5 separate regions of the Mus musculus genome follow, and all the other regions are linked to region 2. The links are chromatin contacts, called in public Hi-C and HiChIP or PLAC-seq maps. All regions are on one chromosome and are shown on one strand. Each heading gives the region's core, a stretch centred on a gene start, on an enhancer-like site or on the middle of the called end of the contact. The rest is flanking DNA. Distances are from core to core; before and after follow the strand shown.

Evidence for each region. A called contact is a pair of places that touch in the nucleus more often than the background predicts. HiChIP or PLAC-seq counts read pairs in DNA pulled down with a chosen protein or histone mark.
Region 1: a contact with region 2 is called in a Hi-C map of hematopoietic stem and progenitor cells, with 5 times the contacts expected there. The contact joins the enhancer-like site here to the promoter of Rad51c in region 2. A contact is called at or near these places in 21 of 39 promoter capture datasets (the 3T3-L1 cell line, 3T3-L1-derived adipocytes, the C10 cell line and 16 more), 8 of 15 datasets of contacts at CTCF or cohesin (CD8 T cells, the NIH/3T3 cell line, embryonic stem cells and 3 more), 212 of 484 Hi-C or Micro-C datasets (the AML12 cell line, the AtT-20 cell line, B cells and 110 more), 50 of 115 datasets of contacts at active chromatin or transcription factors (the 230-238 cell line, DN3 thymocytes, the HPC-7 cell line and 35 more) and 5 of 9 other capture datasets (adipose tissue, embryonic stem cells, liver and 2 more).
Region 3: a Hi-C map of cerebral cortex shows a contact between it and region 2, with 2.7 times the contacts expected there. The contact joins the enhancer-like site here to the promoter of Rad51c in region 2. A contact is called at or near these places in 15 of 39 promoter capture datasets (the 3T3-L1 cell line, 3T3-L1-derived adipocytes, the C10 cell line and 9 more), 1 of 15 datasets of contacts at CTCF or cohesin (the NIH/3T3 cell line), 22 of 484 Hi-C or Micro-C datasets (B cells, CD4 single positive thymocytes, the CH12 cell line and 16 more), 29 of 115 datasets of contacts at active chromatin or transcription factors (the 230-238 cell line, the HPC-7 cell line, T-cell acute lymphoblastic leukemia and 22 more) and 4 of 9 other capture datasets (adipose tissue, embryonic stem cells, liver and 1 more).
Region 4: an H3K27ac HiChIP or PLAC-seq map of epiblast stem cells shows a contact between it and region 2, with 5 times the contacts expected there. The contact joins the enhancer-like site here to the promoter of Rad51c in region 2. A contact is called at or near these places in 5 of 39 promoter capture datasets (the 3T3-L1 cell line, HPC-7-derived erythroid cells, cranial neural crest and 2 more), 3 of 15 datasets of contacts at CTCF or cohesin (the NIH/3T3 cell line, large pre-B cells and pro-B cells), 30 of 484 Hi-C or Micro-C datasets (B cells, the Ba/F3 cell line, the G1E-ER4 cell line and 13 more), 26 of 115 datasets of contacts at active chromatin or transcription factors (the HPC-7 cell line, the NIH/3T3 cell line, T-cell acute lymphoblastic leukemia and 15 more) and 2 of 9 other capture datasets (adipose tissue and embryonic stem cells).
Region 5: a contact with region 2 is called in an H3K27ac HiChIP or PLAC-seq map of epiblast stem cells. The contact joins the enhancer-like site here to the promoter of Rad51c in region 2. A contact is called at or near these places in 2 of 39 promoter capture datasets (fetal liver and hematopoietic stem and progenitor cells), 3 of 15 datasets of contacts at CTCF or cohesin (the NIH/3T3 cell line, large pre-B cells and pro-B cells), 32 of 484 Hi-C or Micro-C datasets (B cells, the Ba/F3 cell line, the G1E-ER4 cell line and 14 more), 12 of 115 datasets of contacts at active chromatin or transcription factors (the HPC-7 cell line, T-cell acute lymphoblastic leukemia, acute myeloid leukemia and 7 more) and 4 of 9 other capture datasets (adipose tissue, embryonic stem cells, liver and 1 more).

The regions. Positions count from the first base shown.
Region 1 is chr11:87,211,189-87,213,993 of GRCm38.p6, forward strand. The region is part of intron 22 of Trim37 (tripartite motif-containing 37); the gene reads left to right. Among named protein-coding and RNA genes, the nearest start is that of Trim37, 86 kb to the left of the region's middle. Within about 2 kb of position 1,338, at least 24 of the 459 cell types and tissues checked have an H3K27ac peak or open chromatin away from gene starts, as enhancers often do. A contact at or near this core is called in B cells, ECoMG-derived neutrophils, bone marrow-derived dendritic cells and 6 more, where this site is marked.
Region 2 is chr11:87,403,059-87,405,758 of GRCm38.p6, forward strand. Rad51c (RAD51 paralog C) reads right to left here and starts at 1,448. Exons shown (of 9, transcript NM_053269.4): 1 at 1,246-1,448. The coding sequence starts at 1,363. It overlaps Tex14 (testis expressed gene 14), which reads left to right and starts at 2,007. Exons shown (of 31, transcript NM_031386.2): 1 at 2,007-2,112.
Region 3 is chr11:87,234,215-87,236,914 of GRCm38.p6, forward strand. The region is part of intron 6 of Ppm1e (protein phosphatase 1E (PP2C domain containing)); the gene reads right to left. It also overlaps a transcript of Trim37 not described here. Among named protein-coding and RNA genes, the nearest start is that of Gm22883, 83 kb to the right of the region's middle. Within about 2 kb of position 1,422, at least 11 of the 459 cell types and tissues checked have an H3K27ac peak or open chromatin away from gene starts, as enhancers often do. A contact at or near this core is called in cerebral cortex and double positive thymocytes, where this site is marked.
Region 4 is chr11:87,253,003-87,255,702 of GRCm38.p6, forward strand. All of the region lies in intron 1 of Ppm1e (protein phosphatase 1E (PP2C domain containing)), which reads right to left. Among named protein-coding and RNA genes, the nearest start is that of Gm22883, 64 kb to the right of the region's middle. Within about 2 kb of position 1,374, at least 18 of the 459 cell types and tissues checked have an H3K27ac peak or open chromatin away from gene starts, as enhancers often do. A contact at or near this core is called in the HL-1 cell line and epiblast stem cells, where this site is marked.
Region 5 is chr11:87,275,088-87,277,787 of GRCm38.p6, forward strand. All of the region lies in intron 1 of Ppm1e (protein phosphatase 1E (PP2C domain containing)), which reads right to left. Among named protein-coding and RNA genes, the nearest start is that of Gm22883, 42 kb to the right of the region's middle. Within about 2 kb of position 1,369, at least 71 of the 459 cell types and tissues checked have an H3K27ac peak or open chromatin away from gene starts, as enhancers often do. A contact at or near this core is called in B cells, the Ba/F3 cell line, the G1E-ER4 cell line and 6 more, where this site is marked.

The sequences.
Region 1 (2,805 bases), core at 88-2,587, 190 kb before region 2:
AGGAGGGGAGAGGTGGGAAGAACCACTTAAGAAGTAGAGATTAGATATTGAAGACACTGGTAAATAGCCTTTGATAATATTGTGTGATAAGTGTTCTGATAGAGGAACTAAAAGTATATCATCAAAAAAGTTGATATTTAGTAAGTTCTTGCTATGTTATTCTCAAAATTATTCTTTATAGTCATTAACTTCTTTTATTTCTGATTTTACAAACAAGTGATTTAAGACTTAGAAATAGAACACACATGATATGCACTCACTGATAAGTGGATAGTCCAGAAGCTCAGAATACCCAAGATACAATTTGCAAAACACATGAAACTCAAGAAGAAGGGGGAACAATACCCAATGGAAGGAGTTAAAGAGACAAAGTGTGAAGCAGAGACTGAAGGAATGACCATCCAGAGACTGCCCCACCTGGGGATCCATCCCATAAACAACCACCAAACCCAGACACTATTGCGGATGCCAAGAAGAGCTTGCTGACAGGAGCCTGATAAAGCTGTCTTCTGAGAAGCTCTGACAGTACCTGACAAATAGAGAAGTGGAGGCTCACAGCCATCTATTGGACAGAGCACAGGGTCCCCAGTGAAGGAGCTAGAGAAAGGACCCAAGGAACTGAAGGGGCTTGCAGCCCCATAGGAACAACAATATGAACTAACCAGTACCCCCAGAGCTCCCTGGGACTAAACCATCTCTCAAAGAAAACACATGGTGGGAGTCATGGCTCTAGTTGCATATGTAGCAGAGGATGGCCTAGTCAGTTATCAGTGGGAGGAGAGGCCCTTGGTCCTGTGAAGGTTCTATGCCCCAGTATAGGGGAATGCCAGGACCAGGAAGTGGGAGTGGGTGGGTTGGTGAGCAGGGGGAGGGGGCAGAGGGGAGTCGGATAGGGGATTTTTGGAGGGGAAACTAGGAAAGAGGATAACAATTGAAATGTAAATAAAGAAAATAATTTAAAAAAACAAAAAAATTTTTAAAAAGACTTAGAAATATAACTTACCTCACTGAAAGTCACAGAAATGGTCCTTGTAAGGGTTAGAATTTGAACCTAGAGTCAGTGCTTAGAATTTCCATCTCTGTATGCTTGAGTTGTAATGTACCCTTGGAAGTTTCACTTGAAGGCATGAGTAGACAGTCAGGTGATGAGCCAGTACGTCTGAGGCCAGAGTAGAAGTAGCAGTCAGATTGTGAGGAGTGGGCTTATCTTAAATCCATGTGTCTTAAGACCAAAAGTCAAGTTAAAAGGGGCGTGGGGAAAAAGTTCTTACTGTGTCAAATGGAGGAAGTGTTCTGTCATGTCGCTGTGGTTTCTCTTCCTCCTTGAGGAAGAGGCTGTCTGAAGAAACTTTAAGGCCTCATTTCTCTGCTTTAATAGCTGGGAGTTCGGAACTACAAAGATCACGGGGGATTTTTGTTCTGTTTTTGTTGTTTTTAGGTTTGGGTTTTTGATACAGTCTGGTTATCACATTAGAATTCAGTCCTGTCAGACCTCCCAGTGCTGGAGTTGTAGGTATGTGTCAGCACGCCCGGCTCCCAAGTATCAGTGCAATGTAATTGCTTTGTTGTGTTTTGGGTTTTGTTTTTTGTTTTTTTGTTTTTGTTTGTTTTTTTTAGACATAATGGTCATAAACAGACCCATTCCTTTCTAACTGGAACTAATTGGGACAACCTTCTATTTGTCTTCTTTTTAACGATTTTATACTGGCAGCCTAATTTAACAACAACAAAAACAACACACACGCCATTGATAAGCTGTACAATTCTGTAAACTGAAGACTGAATACCCAATTCAGAGAAAAGTCTTGTCACAGCTATTAAAAACATTGCTCCAGATTAGCTAGCAGATGAGTTATACAACCTGTGATGGCTTACTAGTGCTGATCACCTTTAGGGTAATCAAGACGAGCTATTCAAAAATAAATAAAATTAATGTAATGAAAGTAGCACTCTTGTTTAGAAGTCTTAAGTGAGACATGCCTAAGTGTGATAGGGTATTTTCAGAGTTAGAAAACTTAGCTGTTCAATGTGGGTATGCCTCTGTATTTCTTTGTTACTATGTAGCCCAGGCTAGCCTTGGACTTGAACTTCTGATCTTCCTGACTGTACTTCCAAAGAACAGGGATTCTAGGCTTGAGCTGTATGCTTATTTTTCATGTGTTAACAGTGGAACCCAGGAGTTCAGCAGAGCAGCTACATCCTGGCAGCTGCCTTTCACTCCCCATTTTGAGACATATTTTCACTGTGAATAGCCCAGGATGGCTGTGAACTCATAGCAGTTCTCCCTCCTGAGCCTCTCGATGCTGGGATTGCAGATGCGAACCTCTTCATTTGGCTGATAGTTGCCTGCCTGCCTGCCTGCTCTCCACTCTCACTCTCTCTCTCTCTCTTTCTTTTCTGTGTCATATCAGTGAACTAGAAGTCTCAGTGAATTGGCTAGCTTTTTTGAAAATGACAAGATAGTTGCTTCTGTTGCAAACTTGGTAAGAACTCTGAATCACATCCTGAGGATTCATGGGCAAGGTTTGTTAATTTTCTATGTCTTTAGCAACAAGGAAACCTTTCTCAGGGCCAGCAACAACTTCCTAGCTTGATCTTGTATCATTTGTTGATGGACAAGGAAAAAGGGCAAAGTCCATTAATTTGGTCCCACTCCATGAGTGCACAGTCTTTCAGGGAAGGCAAGATTTTTAGACAATGTTAAGAGTCCTTTAGAACAGTGGTTCTCAATTATGGGTTGTAACCGCCACAGGATTGCATATCAGATATTTACATTACAATTCATAACAGCAAAATTATAGTTAT
Region 2 (2,700 bases), core at 198-2,697:
GATTTATTTTTATTTTATATACGTGAGTACATGTAGCTGTCTTCAGACACACCAGAAGGGGGCATCGGATACCATTACAGATGGTTGTGAGCCACTATGTGGTTGCTGGGAATTGAACGCAGGACCTCGGGAAGAGCAGTCAGTGCTCTTAACCGCTGAGCCATCTCTCCAGCCCCCAAACCTTTTCTTGAAACAAACAAAAGTCTAACACAGAAATGAATTATCCAATTATTTAGTTATTTAGCAGTTGGGGAATCAAAACCAGGGCCTTGGGCATACATAGCTAGTTAGTGCTCTACCCATTCTGCTACTACTCTGTTAGCATCATCGCTGGGATGTAAAATTAGACTAGGGGTATAGCTCTGTGGTAGTGTTTAACATTGGCAAAGCCATGAGTTCAATACACAACACTTAAACAAAAATCAAACCAGATTCCATTCTGTCCTCTTTGATCACCATCAAAGAGATGTGCATAGTATTACTGGCACAGTGGGTGACTACAACGAAGTTTGGATTTGTGAACATTAAGGATGCAGTGGTCCCCACTTTGGTTTTTTTGTTTTGTTTTTTGAGACTGGGTTTCTCTGTGTAGCCCTGGCTGTCCTAGAACTCACTCTGTAGACCAGGCTAGCCTCGAACTCAGAAATTCACCTGCCTCTGCCTCCCAAGTGCTGGGATTAAAGGCGTGCGCCACCACTGCCCGGTTGTGATTCCCACTTATCTGTAACCTAAAGAACTCTGAGAAAAGTCGGGGGCCAGGGCGGGGGGGGGGGGGAGGCAGTATTCCTGTGAATCACGAACGTCTTTCTAGAGCTTTCTCCTGGTCTAAGGGAATGTTCTATTGCTTTTCTCACTGAAATATCTCTAGTCCTTCTCTAATCCTTTATTTTTCAACTTCAATTCCCCCCCCCCGCCCCCCAGGATCTTTGACCAAGGAGAATTACATGGCTTGTGATTGTTTCCCAACCCAGTTTATCATGAAACCTCAAGATGAGAAGTCGGTTCTTTCATCTACAGATTGGACACCCTGGTCCAAGAGGAGCCTTCCTTAAACCATTAAGTGAGGCACTCCTCAAAGCATCCAGCGAGCACGGAGAAAGCAATCAGTAAACGTTGCTCCACACAGTTCCAAGCTCAAGAGAATTTCAGCGGTGTCAAAAGATCGGCTTGGCGGAGGCGGCGGAACGAAGACGGAGGCGGCGCCAAGCGGCCGCGGTGCATCAGCTGGCAGCTGGGAGTCGTTACCTTTGCTGAGCTCGGAGGGCTTCACCTCTAGGACGTCCTCCGCCGTCTGAAACCCCGCAGCCACCAGCTTCCCGCGCACCGCTGGAGACAGCGGATAACCCACCAACTCCCGCTGCATTTTTTTTTTTTTTTTTTTTTTTTTTGAGAGCTCGGCGGCTACGCACGCAGTGACGTAGAGCAAGAGGCGCGAAAGCGCTGGAAACCCAAACCCCGCCCTCCCGCGGGGGAGGGTCAGTGGCGTGACGTCACACGCGCGGCGTAAGGGGCGGGGCTCGCGCGGCCTAGACTCACGAGGCCTTGCTGCTGCTGAGGAAATCCCACACACTGGTTTCATGTAAGGTTGTCTTCTAGTTTCACTCGTCCGAGTCACGTTTCGGATATAGCCTGACAGTGAACACAAAAACAAAAAAAGAGGCCGGAGACGCGGAGACGGTAGCCAGGCCAAGTGAACCCTGTACAGCATATTTCCTCACCATGCTCTGCCCTCTTTCACGGGTTCCTCAAGAATCCATCCTCCTGGATGGAAGTTGTAGTAGACGCAGCAACCAGAAACTGACCAGTTGGCAGTTTCCTGCTGTGAAAAATTCAAAAAACCCTTGTAGGAGGTCTGTTGTGTGTCCCCTGACCCTTGCCAGGCGACCCCTTGCTTTTCCCGCCCTCGCGGGGGATTGTGGGCCAGCCTCCCACTTTGGGGGGCTGCGGTAGGGAGTGGTTGGCGCCCACGCGCGCGTCCACGCACTCGCCCGCTCACGCACGCACGCACAGCTTCCGGTGGGTGACCCCGGGACTCCGGAGCTCCCTCAGAGTGTGGCGGTTTCTGAGCATTCATGTCGGCAGGCCTGCCTAGAGTAAGAAGTAGCTGGAAAAGTAAGCTATCGTGTCCTTGTCGTCTCGTGGTCTAGCCTGGGCCTCTGGTGTCCCGAGGGAGGAGCTGGACCTCTTTAGTAGAGTTGACCGGGGATGTTGACGGAGCGGGAGTGACTGCTTCCACATCAGAACTTTTGGGGAGATTGGCAGTTTGGAAGGTGGCTTTAAAGGCCCAAGAAATACGGAAGATGATATAAAAAAAAAGTGTGTCGTGCCGGGCAGTGGTGGCAGCACGCCTTTAATCCCAGCAGTCGGGAGGCAGAGGCAGGCGGATTTCTGAGTTCGAGGACAGCATGGTCTACAGAGTGAGTTTCAGGACAGCCAGAGCTACAAAACAAAACCAAAAAAAGTGTGTCATACCTACCTCACATTTCAAAAAAAAAAAAAAATCTAGCATTTTTTTTGAAGACAGCATCTAAACTTTCTAAATTATGGGATATAGGAATACGCGACTCTCCCTGCTTTTGCACTACTTATTGACAACAACTTCTTCTTTCTTTTTTTCTTTTCTTTTTGGTTTTTCGATACAGGGTTTCTCTATGTAGCCCTGGCTGTCCTGAAACTCACTCTGTAGATCAGGCTGGCCTC
Region 3 (2,700 bases), core at 172-2,671, 170 kb before region 2:
CAAGTGCTGGGATGACAGGCATGGACCACCATGCCCTTCCATATCTCAGTTAGTGTGTTCTTGCACTTACCAATTGAAAACATTTCTCTTCAATACTACCAGTTATTCCCTACTTAAAATTGCATTTCATTTTTAAGATTTGTTTTGTGTGTATAATGTTTTTTCTGTGTTTGTATGTTCACCACATGTGGGCCTGGGGCCTGAAGCTCTTAGAAGGGGGCATCAGATCTCCTAAGCTGGGATTGACAGATGGCCATGAGCTCTCATGTGAGTGATGGGAGTCAAGCCTGGACCCTCTGCAGAAGACACGCATGCTCTTTGCTGCTGAGCCCTGTCTCTAGTCCATAATACCATTGCTTTCTTCAACCTATTTCTCACATGGGACTTCTGCAACCCTTGACTTCTGCAAGCCCTCTTTTCCTGCCATCTGAACAAGTCACTGCTCTGTCACTCATTTTTCCTGACTTGTTCCTTGATTTAAGAGTAGGGCAGTTGTGTGCTATGAGTGTGTCAGACCCAGTTGTGAATGAGGTATATAGCCACCTTACACGTGAATCAGGAACTGGATACCAGTGCTCTCACTTCATCAAAGAGCAAACAGTACCGAGACACTGCCTTCCCAAGATCAGTAACCTACAGAGTGGCAGAGCCATTATCCAAACCGTGTCTGCCCACTGTGTTGCCTTACGTCACTGATGTATCCTCTGGGAATTGTTACTCATACCTGTAGTTTCAACATTGGCTGCACACATGATCAATAGCATTGCCAAGGTGCGATGAGTTACTAAATCCTTATGTCCAACTCAGAACTTTCAGCTAAACACCAAATCTGTATTTCTAAGTATATACAAAATCTCTTCCAAGACATCCCATCAGTACCTAGAATTGAAACCCATCAGTAGCTAGAATTGAAAATAAGTCAACTGAACTCACCCCCCCCCCACCAACTGCTGCTGCTTTATTACAAATGCTTCATCATCTTCCCACTCATAAGTCAGAAACCTGGAAGTTAGCTTTCCTCTTCCTCACAAACTATCATCTGTCTCACCGGTTTATAGCCTCCTCCGTGTCTCCCGTTTTAGATGGCCTCGTCTCCAGCTCTGTTCCCACAAGCCTTCTAAATGATCTCCCTTCTAGGCCTGGTACACTCGCCTCAATCCTCCCTCTGCCTATAACTGCGAGTGCTTGGAGAGACAAGCCTGCTCATGTGGACTCTGCTTGGTCACTCACTGCCGTCCAGACCATCACAGGCTGGCAGAGACACTTCTCTTGACCAGTTCACCCTCTGCTCTCACCTTGAGTACTCATTGCTACTCCTAAAACTATTTATATCCTGGGGTTTCCCTCCTTAAACATAGTGTGTCTCCCTATCTACCTGCAAAGTCATTTTATCTGTGATGTCGACCTTATTCTGTCTTAGGTGTCGCTTCCTGAAGTGCTGCTTTGGTTTCGCCTTGTGCTCTATTTTTAGAATCAAGGCCGGCATCTACCCGTTAGGTTGCCTCTGTGGGGATACATCAGTGTCCTGACAAAACACTCTCAGAAGGAAGAGTTCTTGACCAGTTCTAGTTGTCAAAAATACTTGTACCTAAGAGGATATTTTAGGCTTGAGAATTTCCCCTCTTTTGGCATTGTTCCACAGTAACTAATTGCTCCCTTATTGTAAAGAAAAAAATGTTCTTCATGAGGTATTTGTATTCACTTAGCTTCTCATGTTCATATTCGGGGAACTTAACAGTTTGCCAGCATCTTTTCAAGGAGTAGGAAGGATTCGAATCACCAGTGAAACTAAACCCAATCTTTAAGGTTGTCTTATTCTGGAATCTTTGGTAATGATAAACTAGTTTAGTAATTAGATATGACCTTTGTGTATGCTAGCTTTGTCTATATTCAGTTGCTTCTTTAAAAATATCTGCCTGTTTACCCATGAAGACATACATGTATTCTTTTTCAAATGCTGGCAGTCCCAAGCAGTCAGCCCCAGCACATACACATGAGCAACACACTAATTGTATTTACATGTGACACTGGGCAGAGAAGAAAAGCCAGCTGGGAAGAGAAGCTAACCCATGAAGCCTGACAACACACTCAGCCCAGACCTAGACAAAGGCAGGCACAGCCCATTCCTTGAAGTTACGTCTACAACTTTGTACAGACAGTCGCCTGTTGAAGCTGTTTTATAGTAGCTTCACCCCTTTAAAAGGCTTAAGTCTTAGGGAGACCAATTCTTCTTTAGTGCTGGAAGTGCACCTGCGTGTGTAGAGCTTGCCTGGCATGCATGAAGGCCTGGGTTTGTTCCCTGGTGTGAATGGGGAGGGAAGGAAAAAGAAAAAGTGAACTTGAGCCCGAGATGATCTGACTGGGCATTTTCTGGGCCAGGTGTGGTGTATACACCTTTAATACCAGCACGCGAAGACAGAGTCCAGGTTGGTCTGCTTAGACCCTCTCTCATAAAACTGTGTGTGTATATATATATATATATACATATATACATTCTAAATATTTCCACATTTAGAAAATAGTTTTGTATAAAAAGTGTGTTTTAAAGAATTCTGTTCATGTCACTTTATAATTCACCAAAAAAACTGTGACATTCGGAAAGAACCTCCCATTTTCTGCAACAATGGAGTGAAGCAATCATTGGTTTTAAGCAGATTTTTCACTAAATTGGAAGCTCCTATTTAAAAAAATAGAAACTGA
Region 4 (2,700 bases), core at 124-2,623, 150 kb before region 2:
ATTAGGGAAGTAAGGACAACCCCATCTAACCTGCCGGGCTTTGCTGAAGCCGCTCAAGATGTACATATACATATATACATACACATGCATATACATATACATGATTCAGTATATTTCTATGAACAGGAAGCATAAACCCTGCCTTCCTAGTATAGTTCATATTCGAAAGGTCAGGTGAGACCAAAGACCTGTTTTAGAAACATGAAATCACACTGCTTATGCTCCAGGCCTCTAGAGGGGAAAATAACTTCTGATATTACCTTTCTCATCCCATAGGACCTCTTTATCTTTGTGTTTGTGTGTGTGTTCACGTGTGTCCAGATGCATAGGGGGTGTACATATACATGTCTGCGCAAGTGTATTCTAAAGATGGCTGTCCCCCGCTTTGAGGCAGTTTCTTCCTTGGAATTGGGGTCTATGCTTTGGCCAGACTGGCTGGCTAGTGAACCCTGGGGTGCTCTTGTCTTTGTGGCCCTGAGATTTCAGGCACATGCCAACATACCTGGTTTCCATGTGGACCCTGGGGACTGAACTCAAGTCCTCGTCCCTGCAGACACTGCTCAAGCTCTCATCGGTGCTTTTTAAAATTGCAGGTCTTGAGTTGGGACCTGTCTGTCTGTCTGTCTGTATTAGCAACGTTGGGCATTGACCCTAGGGCCTCTTACATGTTAAGCAAGTGGTCTATCACCTGAACAACCCTTCAGCCCCCTTTCACTAAAAAAAAAAAAATTACAATTACTCATCCATGCATTCATTCATTCATTCATCCATCCATCTAATCAGTGTGTGTGTCAGAGAGGGGGCATTCAGGTGCCATGGCTTGCCGAGGACCAAGGACAATCTGCAAGAGTTGATTCTCTTTCACCGTGTGGATTCCGAGAACAGAATCTAGGTTGTTAAGCTTGGTTGCAAGCACCTTTAACCCCTAGGCCAGTGGTTCTCAACTTTTTTGGGTCATGACCTCTTTGGGAGTCACACATCAGGTATTGCATTCCGATTCATAGCAGTAGCAAAATCACAGTTGTGAAGTAGCAGCAAAATAATTTTATGGTTGGGAGTCACCACGACATGCGGGACTGGATTAAAGGCTCGCAGCGTTAGAAAGGTTGAGATTCACTGGTCCAGGCCATTTTGCTGACCTTAATTTTTATTTTGAGATGAGGTCTCACTACGTTGCCCAAACAGGCCTCAAATGAAAGCTGTCTGAGCAGCTGGGATTTCAGGCTTGCACCACCACACCTGGTTGGTTTCTGTTCTCCTTTTCTTGGCTTGTAGTTCTGAGGCATGGCCTACGGCTGTATACATGGTAGACAAGCACTACAGTTGAGCTAAACATTCCAGGTATGGGGGAGGGTCACTTTGCATAGCTCTTGCTCCTTAACTGATGTAAGAGGAAGTAATGGGCCCTCTCCAAGGTCCTGATGATGAATAACTAGCATTGCCTCGTCTCCTGCTGTCGAGGTTACCGGCCTTTTCTTGATGAGTTGGGGTTTCTGGTACTGATGTGGCTTGTCTTCACATCTCTCTTGCTTTCACTCTGATCTAGTCAGTTCTTTTGTTTTGTTTTAAAGCTGCATTTTAAAAGGATCCGAGAATTTCACAGTGATCTAGCTCCCTAGAGTCCCACAAGAAAATGATACCGTTTGTGTAATTAAACTATCAGTCTAGGCTCATCAAAGGTAAGACTATGACGACTTGAGAGAACAAGACACACACCATTAATCTCATTAATGTGTCATTTGTGGTACATTTTTAGTTACAGTTAATGTACTTTTTAAACTTTTTGTCAGACAGAATGAAAATATTTTCAGTGAAGTAGGGAGGGAAGATTAGCTCAGTAAAGTAAGATCTGAAACATCAGCCTGCCGGTGTTCTCTGCACATCAGGACATGGAGACACATGCATGAATCATTTCTTATGGTTTTGATGGAATTGAAAGAAATTGTTTCTGAGAATCACACGTCTGTTTAAAGCATAGGCACAGCAGAGAATGCCTGACACGCCTCAGATACAAACTTGTCATTTAAGGGACTTACCAAGAGTGACTAACAAACAATACAAACTGCCTTCCTTCATACTTTGCCTTAAGATGCTAAGATGGTGTTGCAGTTTGGCAAAGGTAGTAAGCAGAGCGATAGTGAAAAATAGCCTCTGCTGAGGCATGGGGAGACCCAGACCGAGAACGCTGTTGTCTGGGCTGGAGAGGTGGGTCAGCACGTAAGAGCACTGGCTGCTCTTCAGAGGACCTGGGTCTGAGTCCCAGCACCCATAGGCAGCTAGCAACTATCTGTAACCCCAGTTCCATGGACTCTTCTGCCCTCTGTAGGCATCGGGCATGCTCATAGTGATCAAACACCTACACACATTAATAAGTAAATAGATACATGGGATCAGATGCTGCTACACTGGAAACCCTGCTGTCACTTGGTGTGACTTGACTTTGGCAGTGCTGGCCTTTGGGTTGTTTGGATCTTCTAAAATCAAATTAATCTTGTTAGGGTCCTCAAAAAGTAAAAAACCCAAAACCTACAGCTTTACTATATATGTATGTGTATATATATATATATATATATATATATATATATATATCAAGTATAACTATGAGACAGCCTTTGAAATACTTTCCATTCTTGCTTCCAAGCAGTTTAGAGCCCATGTGTAAAAGGAAATGTTTTCTACACAGCAGTTAACTTTGATCTC
Region 5 (2,700 bases), core at 119-2,618, 130 kb before region 2:
AGGTGTGAGGGGAGGTCACGGGTGTCCTGCTATTTTCCACTCTTAGTAGGTGTAAGGCTTACTCAGTTCCTGTGTGTTGCTTTGTTGTACTGGAAGTTACTGTGCTGTTTAAGAACAGAAGGTTGGCCGGGCGGTGGTGGCGCACGCCTTTAATCCCAGCACTTGGGAGGCAGAGGCAGGCAGATTTCTGAGTTCGAGGCCAGCCTGGTCTACAGAGTGAGTTCCAAGACAGCCAGGGCTATACAGAGAAACCCTGTCTCAGAAAAACAAAAACAAAAACAACAAAAAAGAAAAAACCCAGAAGGTTGGTGGTAACCCTATGTAAGCAAGTTACCCATGCTATGTGGCCAACAGCACATACTTCTTGTCTTTGTGTCACCTTTTGTTAATTCTTGAGACATTTCAAACTTCATTATCACCTTCATCATTTATGCTGATCTGCAGTCAGTCATCTCTGCTGCTGCTACTGTGGTAATGGCTTTGGCCATGAGCTGGGCCTATACACATGGACTTAACGGGAAGATGCTGTGTGTTCTGACTGCTCCAGTGGCTGTCCCTGCTCCTTCCCTCTCCTCCGCCCTCACTGTGGTATCAGGATTAGGTTATCTAGTAACTTAGCAGTGGCTGCTAGGTAACCAAGTGAGATGACAAACCATGCACCTTTCTCTTTAAATCAAAAATGAAGTGAGTGAATGTAGGAAGGAAGGCACGTCACACACTGAGATAGGCCCGGGCTTATCTGTGCCCAACGGTTAGCCAAGCAGTAGATACAGAGGAGGAAGGAGGGTGCAGTGCTGCTTCACTGAGCACACCAACACCAGGAAAGCAAATCCTTACCACTGATGTATAGAAAGTGTTAGTATCTGAATAGAAAATCAGCCGGCCACAGCATTCCCGTAAGCCAAAACCTACTCCATAGCTAAAACCTACTTGAACTCTACAAAGGCTAAAAGACAAGTTGAGAATCTACTGCTATGAAACTGGCTCATGAGGTGTGGGGCAAGAAGCATCTCCATCATAGATGAATACAGATTCAGAACATGTTTATAGCTAAGTGGCAATGCCTACTTGGAATGCTTGAAAGCCTGAATCTGACATCTAGTACACACACACACACACACACACACACACACACACACACACCTCACAGTGAAATGCTAATGTAGAAGCTGAACCAGATTATCCAAAAGATGTAGCTAATTTAGATAACTACCTTGGAGGCCATTAAGGATGGGTCCCTCCCTCCCTGTTGGATTTGGATCTCCTGTTTCCCTGGAAACACCAGAAAAACACACATCAACCTCTTAGACCTCCTGTTAAAAGAATGAACTACCTCTAGCCTGCTCTGAAGATCAGAACATTACAAACTATTGTGTCTTCCCTCTAGAGTTAACACAGCTGGGCCTGGCAGGGAGTCTGCCCCTCACCATAGGAAATCTGATTCACCAGAAAAGCATGCTAAGGACAAGACAGGAATAATTATCTTATCCCCTTAATGAGAAAATGGGTTTATCCTTCCCAAAAGCCCCTTCCTCAGTGGCTCCACTTACACAGCTGTGGCTGTGGAGCCTGCCCCACCCCTCTAAGGTTACTCAGACAAATGTAGCTTCTCCTTTCCCTTCCTCTCCTGGGCACAGGGCTCAGCATGATTCCCAGTCACTCTGGGCTCTCCCACTCAGCTATTGAAGCACACCTGTTCCCTTTCCCTCCTGTGGCTGCATGCCAACCTCAACTACTGCTTTCTTGTACCCTAACTCAAAAAAGAGCCGGCTCCTCCCCTCCCCTTCTCCATCATGCCCCGCCCCGCAGCTGCTGACATGGCCCCGCCCCGCAGCTGCTGACAGCTTGCTCACCCTGTTCTTTTTCTCAAACCCTAGTAAAGTTGTCCTCAAGTCTCTCTCCATCTTGTTTTCAGTTTATTAAAAAGGCTAATTCCCTGGACGGGAGTCCGCAAATAAGTTCAGATGATTTCTGAACTTGACAACAGAAACAACAGATTTTTCACCCCTTTCTTGGAGGAAATACCACACAGGACTTCGATGGCCAGAGAGAAGCCACTGCCTGGCTTCCTTGTTGGAGGGCAGGAAGGGCATCACAGTGGAAGCCAAGACTCATTACCCTTCCTCAGGTCCTTCAGAATTATACCAAACTCACTGTTTGTAGCCAGTAAGCGGGACTACAGCACTTGCATGACAGCATGTCTATTTACATGATTTACCAGCAAAATGGAATTTTAAAAGAAGGTTAATTAATATGCCAAAAAGGAGGAAGAAAATGGAATTGTCAGATGTTTGGTACAGTCACAAAAGGCAGAAAATGAATTAAAGACAAAAACAGGAAAAAAAGGACAAGGGTGGGGGACAGAAAACTGATAAATGACAAATACTGAGACAACTGTCTGTTTTCACTTTGTTTATGATCAAATGTAACAATTAATGACAGATTGTTACAATGTATCAATAAGGGAATTTAATAGACATCCATGCTCATGGATTTGAATGTTTGATATTGCTCTTCCCAACTTTCTTTTCTGTTTGAGACTCTTGCCCAATAGAGCTGTATTCTAGCCTGGTGTAAAACTCACTATGTAGCCTAGGCTGACCTTGAATTTATGACAGTCCTCCTGCCTCAGCCTCTCAAGGGCTGGGATTTTGGTTGTGGGCTATTCTTTCCAATTTGATTTAGAAGTTCAATGCATTC